Linked DNA regions of Sus scrofa: region 2 is linked to region 1. The links are chromatin contacts, called in public HiChIP or PLAC-seq maps. All regions are on one chromosome and are shown on one strand. The core of a region is the stretch at or near the end of the contact, and the rest is flanking DNA. Distances in the headings are between cores, read along the strand shown.

Region 1 (4,862 bases), core at 1,108-3,607:
GGGACCGAACCCGCAACCTCATGGTTCCTAGTCGAATTCATTAACCACTGCACCTCGATGGGAACTCCTGCAACACTTTTTTTTTTAAGCCACACCCAAGGCATGCAGAAGATCCTGGACCAGGGATCAAATCTGCGCTATAGCAGTGACCCAAACCACAGCACTGACCCAAACCACAGAGCTGACAATGCTGGATCCTTAACCTACTGAGCCACCAGGGAACTCCCCTCAGCCCTTTTTAAGAAGAGTTTTTTGGGTTGTTTGTTTTTTAGGACCTCATCCATGGCATATAGAGGTTCCCAGGCTAGGGGTCTGATCAGAGCTACAACTGCTGGCCTATACCACAGCCACAGCAACACCAGATCCTCAACCCACTGAGCGAGGCCAGGGATCAAACCTGCAACTGCATGGTTCCTAGTCGGATTCATTTCTGCTGCAGCACGACGGGAACTCCTGAAGATAGTTTTATATCCATTTTAGGATGAAGAAGCTGACTACCTTAGGTAACTTGCCCAAGGTCACATAGCTAAGAAGTCGTAGAGCCATGATTCAAACTCAGGCCCATCTCACTCTATAAGCAATGTTCTTCATACTCCTTGGCCATGCACTACTATTTTTTCACCTGGGAAATGAGGTGTCCCTTGACAATCTTGTATTCCCGACATTGGTCTGAGAACCAGAGACCAGAGGATGGATAATTTGGACAGGTGGTACGGCCTGCCTCTTAGTACCAATAAAATTGGGTCCTTGTAGTCTTTGCTCTGGTCTCAGTTTACCTAGCTAGACCAAGCAGGCATTACTTTTTCTTCAAGTTTGTGTGTGCCCTGCCCTCTAGTGGTTCTGGCTTGCAATGCAACAATGACCTTGAGTGTAATTAACCTTACCTCTCAAGACAGTTCTTTCCTTCTCTTAAATAGGGATGTCCTGGCAATACTGGGCACTGGTGTACTAAGATTTCTGAGGCACTGACACCTTCCTCAATCTGAGCCCTAAAACCATGGTTTTCCAAATGTATGATGTACTTCTGATTGAGACCCTGGAATCTGAATTTTTAACAAGCAACAGAATTAAGCAGGTAATTTCCAAGCTGCATCTTGCAATAGAATGCTCTGTGCAGCTCTATTCTCAAATGCTTCCTGAATCCCAACCCACTACCCTTAGGTTTTGGGGAATCTGGTACCAAATTAGCCACTCCCCTTTGCCAATCTCAGTATTGAGTTTCTTGGAGTTCATGGCTTGGATGGTCAGGGAGCGAGGCTGCAGAGCCCCAGCAGTCAGCCTGTGTTGAATGTTAGCTCTTGCTGCTGATCTGGAAGAAAAGTGAAGGAGGCTGGAATTCCCTCCTGCTGCAGAGGAAACGAATCCTCCTAGTATCCAGACAGGGGGTTGATCCCGGGTCTCGCTCAGTGGGTTAAGGATCTGGTGTTGCCATAAGCTGTGGTGTAGGTCGCAGATGTGGCTAAACATTAGTGCACCAACTGTGGGCCAGGTATTGTAGTAAGTGTTTTCAAACATACTTCTTTTGGAGTTCCCCTTGTGGCCCAGTGGAAAAGAATATGACTAGTAACCATGAGGTTGTGGGTTCAATCCCTGGCCTTGATCAGCGGGTTAAGTACTTCCATAAGCAGCAAGTTCGGCCCTAAAAAAAAAAAAAAAAAGCAAACATACTTCTATTTATTTATTTATGGCAATGCCCATGGCATGCAGAAGTTCCCCAGCCTGGAATCAAACCTGACCAAAGCAGTGACCTGAGCCACAGCAGGGATAATGCTGAATCCTTAACTACTAGGCCACCAGGGAACTCCAAACATATTCCTTTTTAAATCCCTACAATAAGCCATGCACTTATTATACATTCTATATTTTTGGGGGGTCTTTTAAAAAAAATTTTTTTTTGTCTTTTTAGGGCCGCACCCATGGCACATGGAGGTTCCCGGGCTAGTGGTCTAGTCAGAGCTACAGCTGCCAGCCTACACCAGAGCCACAGCAATGCCAGATCCGAGCCGCGTCTGCGACCTACACCACAGGTCATGGCAATGCCTAATCCTTCACCCATTGATCAAGGCCAGGGATTGAACTCACAACCTCTTGGTTCCTAGTCAGATTTGTTTTTGCTGTGCCACAACGGGAACTCCTACATTCTATTTTGTAAATGAAAAAAATGAGGCTTAAAGATGTTAAGCATCTTCATCAAACTCAGAGCTAGTAAGGGAGTTCCCATTGTGACTTAGCAGGTTAAGAACCCAACTAGTATCCATGAGGATGTGGATTCGATCCCAGGCCTCGCTCGGTGGGTTAAGGATCCAGCACTGCTGCAAGCTGCAGTGTAGGTTGCAGATGGGGCCCAAATCTGGGGTTGCTGTGGCTGTGGCCCCAGCTGCAGCTCAGATTTGACGCCTAGCCTAGGAACTTTCATATGTCACAGATGTGGCCCTAAAAAAAAAAATCAAAAACCTCACATCTGGTAAGAGCTTGCATTTGAATACAAGTTTGTCTAACTCAATGATTCTCAACTGGGGGCGCTTTTGGCCTCCAGGGGACATTTGGTAATGTCTGCAGACAGTTTTGATTGTCATAAGTAAGGTGTGTGTGTGTGTGTGTGCTGATAGCATCTAATTTGGCTGGGGATGCTGGCAAAAAAGCTGCTATGTACAGGACAGCTTCCGCAAGAAACTATCCAGTCCCAATGTCAATAGTGCTGTGACTGAGAAATCCTGGACTTGAAGCCTGTGCTTTTGCCCTATAGGGAGGGAGGGTGGGGGCATGAAAAGTTAGAACGAGATGGGAAAGGGCCTCCTCCAAGGGGTGAAAAGGGAATGGGGCTTCTATGCTAAGGATAGTGGAGAACAGGGCCAGCTGGTGAGATTTCTTTCTTCCAGGCTTGGCCAAGACCCTGCTCAGCTTCTCCCAACCTTGCCAATTCAGTCCTGGGACTTCACACTAAGCTTGTCCTGGAGTGACCCTGACTCCCAGCTCCAGGCTGGGGCAAAATATTGACCTGGGTCTTCGGGCAGGACTTCCCAGCCAAAGCCCCTGATCCCTGGGGCCATTGCGTGCCACCTGCAGCCCTTGGGCAGCTACACATTAACACCTTTGCAATGAAGGGGTGAAAGTGTTAAAAATGGAGCAGGGCCAGGCCGTGTCTAAGGAGTTAGAAGTGGAGTAACAGGTAAAGCCAGGAGGATCCCGTAGCAAAACCCTGTCTGGAGAGGAAATGGAGCAGGGAGGAGGAGACAGCTTGACCCTGAGGAGGCTTGTTTCCATAACCATTCATCTCTAGGCTTGGTCCTCAGCTTCACTGAACCTTCCCCAGTACCTCTTCCTGGAGCACCTACATACCCCGCCAGCCACCATTCTGGGCCTCCCCAGTAGTGGCCTCCCTATGAGACTGGGGAGGACGGGTCTGAGCTGACTTTGCTGACAGGAAATACCTCTCCTTCCAAGCTCAGAGCCTCTGAAGAACTAACCAGCAGCTTGGGGGAGGGAGGAAGGAGAGGGCGGAGGAGGAAGACAGTCTTGGAGAGGGAAGAGGGAAGAACGTACAAGCAGGTCCTCCATATTTGGGGTTCCATCTCTTTTCTTCCCTCACCCCATGAGGGGGTGGGGATAAGGGGATAGAGGAGGGCAGAACTGGAGGAGGATGTGGTAACAGCTGATTCGTCCCCGGAGGTCAGACTTTCCAACAATCAGCTGTTACTGGGGTGGAAGGCAGGAAGTTTCCTTAAAGGCACAATGTTCTGAACACAGGTTCAGAATTCTGGAGCTCCTAGGAACCATAGCGGTCCCGTGGCAGAGCCCTTGTTGTCATCCTCCATTGGGAGCTTACAGAAAAGTCTTGTATCCCTGTCCACACGTTCCTTTTTGGTGGTGGTGGTGGAGAGGCGCGAGTGATGAGGTGGGGTGGGTCTCAGACTTGCCCCTTTAAATCAGTGGTTCCGCAGCTTTTGCCAAGTCATTGGGTTCCTTTCCTTTCCTTTTTTTTTTTTTTTTTGGTGGGTTTTTTTTTTTTTCCCCTATCTCCCGCCCCTCTATGCTCTGATTGGCCTCTGGGAAAGGAGCTGCCTCCTCATTGGTCTCCACCTTTGAAATCTCTTCCTTAAGTAGGCCTGAGTCAGGGAAAAGCTTCTAGAGGGCGGGACAGAATGGGGGTGTTAGGCAGGGGATGGGATTGCTGGCCAGTTGCACTTTGCCCCGGCCTGTCCCCTGACCACAAATCTAACTTCGACCCTCAGGTGAACCCTGTGCTCTGAATCCTTCGTTAGGAAGCTGCTGCTTGAGAGGCCCTGTCTCTGCGACTGGGGCGAGACATCTTCTACAAGAAGTCTCCTCAGAAGCGCCCTCCAGGAGGGGTGTACTAGACCTCTCCCCTGAAAGCTGGGGCCAGGCGAGGTGGGCAGTCCTCCCTCCCCCCAAACGCCCACAGGAATTTGTATCCCAAAGGAAGAGCCTGGCTGCCATGGGGCTGATTTCCACCTTCAGTTCGGCTCACTCCTGCTAACTCTCCTGCTCCACCTTTCCTTTGAGAGCTGTCGCTTCCCGCAAGAGGTCAGCGAATCCGTTTTGAGAGGCTGTCTAAAAGGATCACTCACGGCTCCAAAAAGGAGGGGCTGTGCCCTTTAAGGACTTCGCCGGGATGGATTCCGAGTTGAGTTTAAAAATGCCAACTCACAGAGCGCGCTGGATTCTGGGAGCGAAGCGTCAGACCGAGAACTACATTGACCAGTATGCACTGCAAACACACACGCCTTTACTTCCTTCTGCTCTTCGGGAGTCGGGTTTGACGTAGTGCTCCTCTAAGCGAGCAGCCTAGGAGGAGGACTGAGCCACACCTTTTCACCTATTGGCCAGCTTGCCAGTCTGTG
Region 2 (4,862 bases), core at 1,569-4,068, 470 kb before region 1:
GCAACACCAGATCTGAGCTGTAGCTGCAACCTATGTCATGCTTGTGGCAGTGCTGGAGCCTTAACCCACTGACCCATGCTAGGGATCAAACCTGCATCCTCATGGATACCGGTCAGGTTCTTAAAGCACAGGGCCACAATGGTAGCTCCCCCTGAGTTATTTTAAATTTGATTTTTAAAAATAATTTCCAAGTGCTAGAATTTTTTAATTTGTAGTTATTCATTTTTAATTTTACTACTTTGTGCAAACGTGACCTGAACAATATCTGTTCTTAGACACTGAATTCCCCCCTCTTCAATTATCCACATTTACTTTGTTGTTTTTTGGATTACCCACATAATATGTAAACAAATCCCCACAGTAAGAGTTTAAAACATTAACTGTTAAATCTACTCTCTTCCCAAAGAAAACCATTTAACTTTTTTTGATGTATATATGCTGCAAAAAATGTTTTTGCTGCCCTCAGACAAAACCATACCTTATATTTTATTCTGCAACAGTCTTTAAAAAAAAGATTAACAATATATTTTGAGTATATTGGCACATATTTTAATTCTTTAAACTCAGCCTTCATTGTGGTACAGGTCTAAATATGGTTGTCTTTTATTTTGACTTGGTATTTCATGAACCCTTTAAAACTGAGGGTTGAATTTAAGTCTTAAATTCAAATATTCTATCAATTTAGTACTTTTTTTTCTTCAATTTAGGACTGCACCAATGGCAAATGAAGTTCCCAGGCTAGGGGTTGAACTGGAGCTGCAGTTACCAGTTTACACCACAGCCACAGAAACTCAGGATACAAGCTGTGTCTGTGACCTACACCACAGCTCACAGCAATGCCGGATCCTTAACCTACTGATCGAGGTCAGGAATTGAACCTGCATCCTCATGGATACTAGTCGGACGCCTAACCGGCTGAGCCACTATGGGAACTCCTGAAAAATTTTTTCTATTATTTCATTCTTTTTTTTTTTTTTTTTTTCCTTTGCTTTTTAGGGCTGAACTTTCAGCATATGGAGCCTCCCAGACTAGGGGCTGAATTGGAGCTGCAACTGCCGGCCTTCACCACAGCAATGCAGGACTGGAACCGCGTCTGCGACATACACCACAGCTCATGGCAACACCGGATCCTTAACCCACTGAGCAAGGCCAGGGATCGAACCTGCATTCTCATGGATACTAGTCAGATTTGTTTCCACTGAGCTACAACGGGACCTCCTTTATGTATTATTTCCTTTGTTTTTTTGGCCATGCCCATGGCATGTGAAAGTTCCCAGGCCAGGGACTGAACCCATGCCACAGCAGTGACCCAAGCCATTGCAGTGACAACATGGGTCCTTAATCTGCTGCACCACAAGGGAACTCCATTCTATTATTTCTTTGATTATTTTACCTCCTTAGTTCTGTTATCACCTCCGGAACTCATATTTGATTTAGTTTTCTGGATCCATTCTTCCTATCTCCTATCTTTATCTCTCATAGCCTTTTTTTTTTTTTTTGTCTTTTGTCTTTTGAGGGCCACGCAGGATCTGAACCACGTTTACAACCTACACCACAGCTCATGGCAATGCCAGATCCTTAACCCACTGAGCAAGGCCAGGGATGGAACCTATGTCCTCATGGATACTAGTCAGGTTCGTTAACCACTGAGCCATGACGGGAACGCCTCTGGTAAATTTTCTTGAGTTGGCCTAACTTCTGGGAAATTCCATTTGCAGTTCACTGACACTACTGCATTAATCTGGCAAGTGTGTTTTTCCTATGAAAGTTTTGTTCAGATTATTTTTCCTTCTTTAGAGAAAAACTGATGCAATGTCTTTTCCAATTTCACCATGAAAACGAATTAGGTTTGAGCATTTTTTTCTCATTTCTCTTGTATCTGTTTTAATGATTGTCATTTGCTCTGACCATTCAAGTCACTCCCTTCTTTTGAAATCTAATGACTTTCTCCAACTGTGTAATTTTGTGGAGGTGAAGCATCTGCCACGGCTTAGGAACTGAATGAGTTGTCAGAGATTGTTTAAATCTTTTAGGCCAAGTCTAAGGAATAACTGGTAACTTCTTTGCTAGTGTAGAGGGGACTGTGTGGGATAGGGAAGGAACAAGAGGTACAGAAACACCTTGCAGGAGAAGAGAGTTTCACCACAGTTCTGAACAGGAGCTCATGAACAAACAGGTAAAGTATAAGTCTTCACATCCGGTTACATTTTAAAGAGGGGGAAAAAAATCAATCTGAGATCTGGGAAAGTCAAGGAGAATTTTCAAGAACCCATAGTGATATAGAAATTTCTAAATCGACTCATAACACCTCCTGATTTATTTCCACACAACCCTTCCCTCAGCAAGAGCCAGCTATACTGTATTAAAAAAAAAAAAAATCAGGAAGCTTGGAATGCAGACTTCCATAACGGAAAAGACTGAACCTCTGGTGGTTATCGATTGTGTCATCCTGGGCAATTTGCCACCGTTCTCTGCGATTCGGTTTCCTCGTCTTTATTAATAAAATGGACATAATACTAACTGCCCTATGAGATCTTCAAGGTCCCCACGTAAAAGCCTGGGGCACTAGTCAGGGCCTGCGGAGGGAGACCCTGGCCTAAGGCGCCTGGAAAAGGCAGAAAGGAGTGACTCCGTCAACCCGAGCCCCAGACCAGCACCCGCATCCTCGAAAGCCACCACGGCAGCAAAAGCAACCATCGCCGCGAACGCCCGCCTCACCTCGCCTGGCTCGGCTCAGCCCGACCTCACCTCAACTCCCGGGCGCTGCGCCTCCAAATCGCCTCAGCGCACCTTCCCCGGCCACACCTCTGCGCACGCGCGGCGCCTGCCTGCCCAGCCCCGGCTCGCCGCCTGGCTCTCCCCCGCTGGAGCGACCGAACGTGCGACCGCCGCTTTTTCCTCCCTGTGCGGCCACCGTCGTTTGGGGAGGAGAGCGGGAGGGGGCGGGGAAAAGGGTGGGAGGTGGGTGAGCGCGCGCGCCGCCCGTCCGTCGTGGTTTCCTGGCTGCGCGCGGCGCTGGTGGAGTAGCTGCAGCTGTAGCAGCCCCCGCGAAGATGGCGGAGGGGTTGGAGCGTGTCCGGATCTCCGCGTCGGAGCTGCGAGGGATCCTGGCTACTCTGGCTCCGCAGGCCGGGAGCAGAGGTGAGTCGCACCGCCCAGCTCCTGGGCCGGGCCTGCCCGCCCCGCCTCCCTCTCCTCCTCCCCGCTCAGTTCGCGGTGCTCCGGAGCCCCCGCCCCTTCCCCCAACAGTGGGGGCGGGGGCCGAGGGCGGTCCCTCCCCGCTCTACCTGCCGGAGAGCCGGTGTGGGGTCGGGCTCTGCCAGCTTCGGCCCCTCCGGGAGAGCCCAGCCCGAATTTCTGCCTCCGCCCCTTTCTCTCGGCGAAGGTGACTGTTCTCCGTTGCCCCAGCCCTCTCACAGCAGCCCGCGGATTCGCAGCCGTCAGGGGACGCGGAAAGGAGTGGGGCCGGGGTCTGGTGGCGGCCCTCGGGGGACTATGGTTCCCCGAGGAATCTTCCCCAGGCCTGCCCTTTAGCGTTGGAGAGAAGGAGCTGGCGACGTCGAGGAGAAAGGTTTAACAGCTTGGGACTTCCTTGCTGAACTTTTTCCCCTCAAGGCAGGCGTCTGAAGGCTGCGGCACGGGAGGGGTCCAGCACCTCAGAGAGCTGACTCTACGCTGGTGTGGCCTTGGCATGTGTGGGGGCAAAGAGAATGTTCAGCGTGCAAGTTAGACGTCTGCATCAACACCACGAAAGCTCCAAGGAAGATATTAGTGTCTCATCTCTCCTTGGTTCGGTAGTGGAGTTAGTAGCCTGGTAGATATGCTTCTGCCGGCTTGTGGCAGAAGTCTGTGAAATTGGTTTTCATTGGTCATCTGAATTGGATTATTCAGGTTGTTTTCTCCCTCAGCTCTGGAAAGACGTAGTGGCTCTTCTCCCCAGTCTCCCCCTTCCCTTAAGTTATTACTAAGGCTGCTGAGCATGAGCTATTCTGGACTTAGACTGCTTTACCTTTATTATTCATACTGGATGAAGCAGTCCTTTGAACTTATGCAAATACTGAAGCAGTATCTTAAATTTCAGAGTTTTGGATTTTTTTTCTGTTCCAGATGTGTTACCCTCATGGGCGTAAATGCTGGAGCATGTGATCCCTTTATGAACTTGTTTGCACTGGTGTTTATAGAACAATACTAGGTTTTTCTATAACATTCCATTTTGAGTCCGCTGTAATCTCGCTAATTCCGGTTAAGTTCCCCACCCAACAGTTTAGTGGCTATTTCTTGTAGACTGTCCCCTCAACAGAGAAAGGTAACAGATACAAAAAGTAGATACTTGCTTATCTGGCATTCTGTAAGTTCCTGGAGCCTGGAGAGTGGTGTCTAAAGTCCTGTACTCTTATTCTTGAATGCCCCCAGTCCTTGGTATTTTGAGAGCATGTCACAATACTTCCATCATTCTCCAGGGAAAACTCCCTTATGGAATTTTTTTCCTTCTCATATTCCATCATCATAGTAGCAGTTAATCTCAGTATTCTAATGATGATAGTCTGAACAGTGTTTTCTTGGAATGACCTTGCTGGCTGTAGTTAGAGAGTTGGTGAGCATGAGTGGAGTTGAAGAATGTGAAAAGAACTGCTTCCTGTTTGTTTCTACAGGAGGTATGGGAGTGGGTATTAGAAATCCTAAAGAAGAGGATTGTCCTGGCCAAGTTCAGTGACTGGAGTTTCAGATTTTTTTCTCCAGAGATGTCCAGAGCTGTGGATTGTTATATGCATCCCCACCCCATTAATATGTTAGAAGGACTCAGCCATCCTGGAAAAATGTTAGAGGCAGAAAAAGAAAAGACCAAGATGGAGCAAAGGGCT

The links. HiChIP or PLAC-seq counts read pairs in DNA pulled down with a chosen protein or histone mark.
Region 2: a contact with region 1 is called in an H3K27ac HiChIP or PLAC-seq map of alveolar macrophages. The contact joins the promoter of SMG6 here to the promoter of TLCD2 in region 1. A contact is called at or near these places in 2 of 5 promoter capture datasets (fetal liver and liver) and 2 of 2 datasets of contacts at active chromatin or transcription factors (alveolar macrophages and skeletal muscle).

What each region holds. Positions count from the first base shown.
Region 1 is chr12:47,915,752-47,920,613 of Sscrofa11.1, reverse strand. It overlaps TLCD2 (TLC domain-containing protein 2), which reads left to right and starts at 2,357. Exons shown (of 5, transcript XM_021067585.1): 1 at 2,357-4,862.
Region 2 is chr12:48,384,952-48,389,813 of Sscrofa11.1, reverse strand. SMG6 (telomerase-binding protein EST1A) reads left to right here and starts at 2,818. Exons shown (of 19, transcript XM_021067586.1): 1 at 2,818-3,141. The coding sequence starts at 3,054. It overlaps SRR (serine racemase), which reads right to left and starts at 2,899. Exons shown (of 9, transcript XM_021067611.1): 1 at 2,749-2,899.